Linked DNA regions of Mus musculus: region 1 is linked to region 2. Evidence: chromatin contacts called from public promoter capture Hi-C data. All regions are on one chromosome and are shown on one strand. Each heading gives the region's core, a stretch centred on a gene start, on an enhancer-like site or on the middle of the called end of the contact. The rest is flanking DNA. Distances are from core to core; before and after follow the strand shown.

Region 1 (2,700 bases), core at 120-2,619, 180 kb after region 2:
ATGCAAATTGATTTAAATTTTTTTAAACTTGTTAAAAGTATATTTAAGTAATATTGCAGAATAATCAAAATGAATGACACTTGTGACAAGAATTTGTACTCTCTTCTTTTAAACAACAACAAAGTTATAGAAAGTTCTTTACTCTGACAGGAAGTTCTTACTCTCAAGAAAACAGAGGTTTTGGGTTTCAAAACACCAGGCAGAAAGACCATATGTTCGAACCCCGTTTTACGGAGCAAAAAGATCACCACAATCCATACTAGATACAAAAGACCACAGACATTCTGGACCAGATACTTCCTCGACTGTCAAATACACCATGTCTCTGTCCTTACTCAGCAGTACTAACTAACGGCAGGCACCTCTCCCAGGGTGACATGAAAATCTGTCACCAGACTTTGTCAAATGTCTGAGAACTACCATTCTTGCCAGATCGCCATCTTCCTACCACTCATCCTGTGCCACACACTGATTGATCTTAAGTGTCAGTCGCCATATGGGACCCTAGAGATGTAACCATTAACAAGGCAGACCTTGTCTTGGAATTTAATCTACTGGGAGACAAACAAAACAATCTAAAACCTAGTCACCAATCTGCATGGTGTTAGGAAAGACGAGTTTTCTTAAAAGCATCCTCTCAAGTAACATTTCAAACGCGGCAGAAAGCCATAAGGGTCAACGTTTGCAGAAGTGGCAACACCAGCCACTGCCTGGAAGGCCTCAGGGAAGATTGCCATCCGACCGACGGGGGAGGGTGAGAGGGGACTCTCCCAGAGCACCCGAGCAGGGTTCTCCTATCTGATGTTTCCCGAAACATCCAGAGCCACAGCCGGCTGCCTGAGAACGACAGTGCGGAAGTTGCGGGACACCGACGTCAGCCTCGCGTCTACCGAGTGTAAAATCCCGATTCCATTTGGAAGCTCCCAATGCATGAGCGTGACTTCCGAACAAGCCACAGGGACAACCCTGTCAAACGCAGAGGGGGGTTGGGCCGCGGGGTCGCCGCCCCGGGTCACCTCAGCCCCGGCGCGCACTCACCTTCCAAACAGGCAGGAGCTGAGGCTCAGCGGGAAGTGTGCGCCGTCATCGCCGCTCCGCTTGATGGTGACCAGGTGAGCCGAGGACGCCATGGTCCGCCCGGCCGTCGGGACTGCGGACCAGGGCGGAGAAGCCTCTCGGTGAAGCTCGCAGTCGCCCCGCCGGGCCGCTCCTCAGCTGGTCCAGTCAGCGCAAGTTAGCTCTGGCCGCCGCTCACCGGGCGCAGCCCGCGTCGGAGCCCTCGGCTCCTTAGCCGCGGAGGACCGACCACGGCCACCCGCGGCCTTCGCTCCGCCCCGACCAGACCCGCACTCCCGCCGCCCGCGTCCCAAGTGCCCGCCACCCGCCACCCGCCGCCCCGTCCAGCCCCGACTGTCCGCCTAGGCGGTTCCGCGCCAAGGCTCGCCCGCCGCAGCCCGCCCGATTCAAACCAAAACGGCGGTTCAAATTCTGGCGCTAAGTGCTGCGATTGGGCCAGGCGGCCAGCCAGAGACCAATGGCGAGGGCGACAGAGGATTGGGGAAGTCCAGAGGTGGGGCCAGGCTGCGAGCCTGGGGGGGGGGGGGGGGGTGGAGCCGGAAGGTGGGAGGGGCCAGGCCGGTAGGCGGGGCCGGGCCAGAAGCTGGCTGGAGAAGCGGAACCCGAGCGGAGATAAGCTCCGGAAGGCGGGCAGGGTGGGGCTGGTGGGCGGGCCACTGCTGCTCTAATAGGCAGGGTAGAGGGTCCCAGCTTTTTCAGTGTCAGCAAAACTAGCGTGGCGACCTGTAGGAAGCTACCTGTAGGCTCCCTCTCCAGAAATCAAACACCGACAACGCCGCATCTTGCTCAACGCTAGAAGCTTTCTATTTTTAAAATTTATACCCTTCCTCTGCCGTTTCTGCAACACCTCATACGCAACCTAAGGTTGTTTCTCCTGCCTTTTCAGTATCCCTCAAACTGTCCTTTAAAAACTGGGGGACATCATTATAATTCATTCTACAGTCTCCCTGCTTAATGAACACTGAGGCAGTGGCACGGTTTTTCCGAAACCATAACTTAAGAGTTATTGCTGCGGCACGGTTAAGTTTGCAATGCTTTGCTGTTTCAGGGGGAAATGCCGATTAAAATAACCTGTGCAAGACTGCACCTGCAAATCCTAAAATAGGGCTCCTGGGGCACCAGTTGGGGTTATCTGAGGCCAGGTGCCAGTCAGATGAATATAGAGTACCTATGTTTTCCTGTCCTCTTTTTTCATGCTCCCTCCTCCTGTTCCTGGATCAGTGTTCTTCCAGTAGGGTGTTGTAAAAATTCCGCTTCTGGGGCAATAGAACCAATGTCTACCCTCTCCTCAAGGTCTCAAGGACAAGCCTGAAGTATGAAGCCATGAAATTTCACTCTGGGGAACGAGTGTGTTATACCACCCTAACCCAGGCTGATTAGTTATAGCATACCTCTTGGCCTCTAAACCTAAACCTCTGGTCAGGACTTCAAAAATATATTTAGGGTGCCATTGGGCCCCTTTGCTCCTATTCACAATGGGGCCACATGAATACACCCCCTTTCTGTGCTTCTCACTGTTGCCTCCTCTTTAATTAGCCTACTGAGGATGGGTGGTCCAGCCTGCCTTGTTAGGGCTGCCAGGATCCAAGCTCTACTTTAGGCCTTGGGCATTGCCTTCTCATC
Region 2 (2,704 bases), core at 106-2,605:
GAGACAGAGGTGCGTGGGGCAGAGAAGGAAGACCTGAGCTTGGGTCCTGGAACATGGGCAAGGAAGAGCATTCTTAGCATTCTGGAGGGTTCCACAGTTCTTCAGGCTTCCAGTCTACAGCTCTGTCCAGTACAGGCTCCAGCCAACTTAGGAGTTGACTGATGGCCCTTTGAAACTGTCACCTTATAAGTCAGCTTGGCTCTGCAGCTCTAACAGCAGTAAACTGAAGGGTGAGGTAATATCCCACGCATGCCTTTCTTGCCATTCATTTACTTATTCCCTCCTTCATTTATAAGCTCTGCAAGCAAGGTCCCCAACACAGAAACAGCATCCCCATGAGGCTATGCCCTGGCCCAACCAAACAGGTTCAGAACCAAGATAGACACCATGGCTTTGTTGTGCTTTCTGCCTTCCAGTCAGGATGTTTTATTTCTGTTGCTGAGAAAAAATATCGGGGGGGGGGGGAGTAAACTCTGGAAGAGAGGATTTCTTTGATTCACAACTTCAAGCTACAGTTCACTATTTCAGGGAAGTCCAGAAGGAAACTTCAGACATCACCTACAAAGTCAAGAGCAAATGGATTAAACCCACCCTTGCGTGCCCAATGCCATTTAGCCTTCTCCCTTATACTGTTCAGGACCCCGGTCTTAGGGAATGGTGCTGCCCACAGTGGAATGAGATTCCCTTTATCAATTAACAATCCAAACAACCTCCAATGGGCATGTCTGAAGCCCAACCTGATCTAGATGATTTCCCCATGAGTCTCAATTCTAGGTTGTGTCAAGCTGGACTTCGTTTATAGTCCAAACTAAACCACTATGAAATAATTCCCCAGAGCAGCAGATCTGGTCCCTGTACTGCGCTCTGCTCCATGTGTGTTTAATTTTGCCAGACATTTCTTACTAATTGTATACCCCCAGCACCCACCATGGGGCGCCCGCACACTCTTTTTCTGGGAGGGAGTGTCTAACATTTCTCAGCTCTGCCGACTTCTCTGAAGCAGGGCTGTTACCACGGGTCCCAGCCCTGCTTTACCAGTTGCGAAACCTTAAGTGCCACACTACTTTGTGGTGTCCAGAGCTAAGGCTAAATAGAAGGGACGTTGAGTTTTCTCTATGGCTCGTCTGAGTGCCATCACCTTTTAGGATCCTCCCTGATAGAGTGTCCAGTCAGAGTGCCAGGAGAGAGGGCATGTTCCTGCATCCTCCCAGTGTAAAGGCCAAAGCTCCAGGAGGGTGAGCGCCCGCGGTGCGCTCCCAGAGCCAGGCACCAGGCGTCGCCGTCGCCCCTCGCAGCTCCACGGCCCCGCCCCCGCCGCGGAGCTGGAGCTGGAGCCGGAGCCGGAGCCCTAGCCCAGAGCTGGAGGCGGCCGGACCGGGCCAGACAGATTTCCTGCTCTCCTGTAGGGCTGAGGGCTGCCGGCTGCGGGCTACGGGCTGCGGGCTACAGGCTACGGGCTACGGACTGCGGGCTGCGAGAGAAGTCACCGGCGGCGCAGGTACCTCACTGCCTACGCGCGTCCCCACGACCCTCCCTCGCGCCGGCGGGGACAGCGGACGCCCCGGAGCGGAGCGCGTCGGGCGGGCGCCCGGGAGATGCGGAGTCGCCGCGGCGGAGCGATCGGGGCTACAGCACCGGTCCCTGGGAGGTGAGTGGCGCGGTGAGGGTGGGTGGCAGTACGTCCGGAGATGGCCGTGCTCCCCGTGCACATTGAGCAGACCGGGATATCCTGGGCCACTGCCAGGGAGAAACGGGTCGTTGTACGGGAGCTGCGTCCGAGCCAGGTCCTTGCCATCCTCCTAGTGTACAGGATGCTAGCGACTGTAGACCCTGCGACCCCAGCTACCTGCTCGAGACGCGGTCCGAACTTGGCTACCACCTAGGCAGCTCTCTCGGTGAATAGCTACACAGAGGGCGTGTGTCTGTGGGTGGCGACTGTAGGAAGAGGACAACAACCTGGGGATGTGTGTGAACGCAGTGGAAACGGGAGTGGGTTCCAACCGGTGTGTTGGGGGCTGCGCACGCAGGGCTTAAGACTGGAGCTTTTCCAGAAAGTGACTCGAGTTGCGCCAACTCCCGGCGCAGCGGGGGCGCTGCGGGGATGCTGGCGCCCGGTCTAGGGCCGGGAGCCTTCCCCGGCAGGCGTCAGTTGGGGATTCAGGGTCAAGGTGGAACCTGGCAGGTAGCTCAGGTATGACGCCACGAATTGCAGTCCGTAGGGGGACCTGAGGAGGTCCTGAAGCCAAAGGCCAGCGGTACCCATCTTGGTGCTTCCTGGGACCATCTGGGGAAGGCTTGGAGACCCACAGGGTGATGAGGTAGAGCCAAGCCTGAGGACTAGGGACTGGATCTGACCTAAATTCCTTTCAGTCATGAAGTATTGTTCTAGAGAGGTTAGAGTGTGATGCCTGTAGGTTTATATTGATTTATAACGACTCTGTAAGTGTTGGAACCTCAGCAACTACAGGAAGAAAATGGAGCCTTGACTGTGTCGGAGAGTTTGAAGGAAGACCAGCAAAGGGTGCTCATGTGTTCTAGAAATGATTGTGTCTCTTGCCTAGTCACTAATGTCCTTGCACCTAAGTGCCTCGTGACCCAAGGTGCCTGGACACCTTTGCAACAATGTTTATGCATTTATTTTCCTACAATGTAAAAACCTATGCTTAGTTAAAGTGGAGCTGGGAAATGGGGGTGGGAATGTTTT

Evidence for each region. Promoter capture Hi-C pulls out the DNA fragments that hold promoters and counts their contacts.
Region 1: a contact with region 2 is called in a promoter capture Hi-C map of hematopoietic stem and progenitor cells. The contact joins the promoter of Mki67 here to the promoter of Ptpre in region 2. A contact is called at or near these places in 8 of 39 promoter capture datasets (the HPC-7 cell line, the SN4741 cell line, hematopoietic stem and progenitor cells and 4 more), 16 of 484 Hi-C or Micro-C datasets (CD4 T cells, the G1E-ER4 cell line, LSK cells and 9 more), 5 of 115 datasets of contacts at active chromatin or transcription factors (acute myeloid leukemia, bone marrow-derived macrophages, effector CD8 T cells and 2 more) and 4 of 9 other capture datasets (adipose tissue, liver, macrophages and 1 more).

What each region holds. Positions count from the first base shown.
Region 1 is chr7:135,715,010-135,717,709 of GRCm38.p6, forward strand. It overlaps Mki67 (antigen identified by monoclonal antibody Ki 67), which reads right to left and starts at 1,370. Exons shown (of 14, transcript NM_001081117.2): 1 at 1,039-1,370. The coding sequence starts at 1,130.
Region 2 is chr7:135,536,469-135,539,172 of GRCm38.p6, forward strand. Ptpre (protein tyrosine phosphatase, receptor type, E) reads left to right here and starts at 1,356. Exons shown (of 21, transcript NM_011212.3): 1 at 1,356-1,648.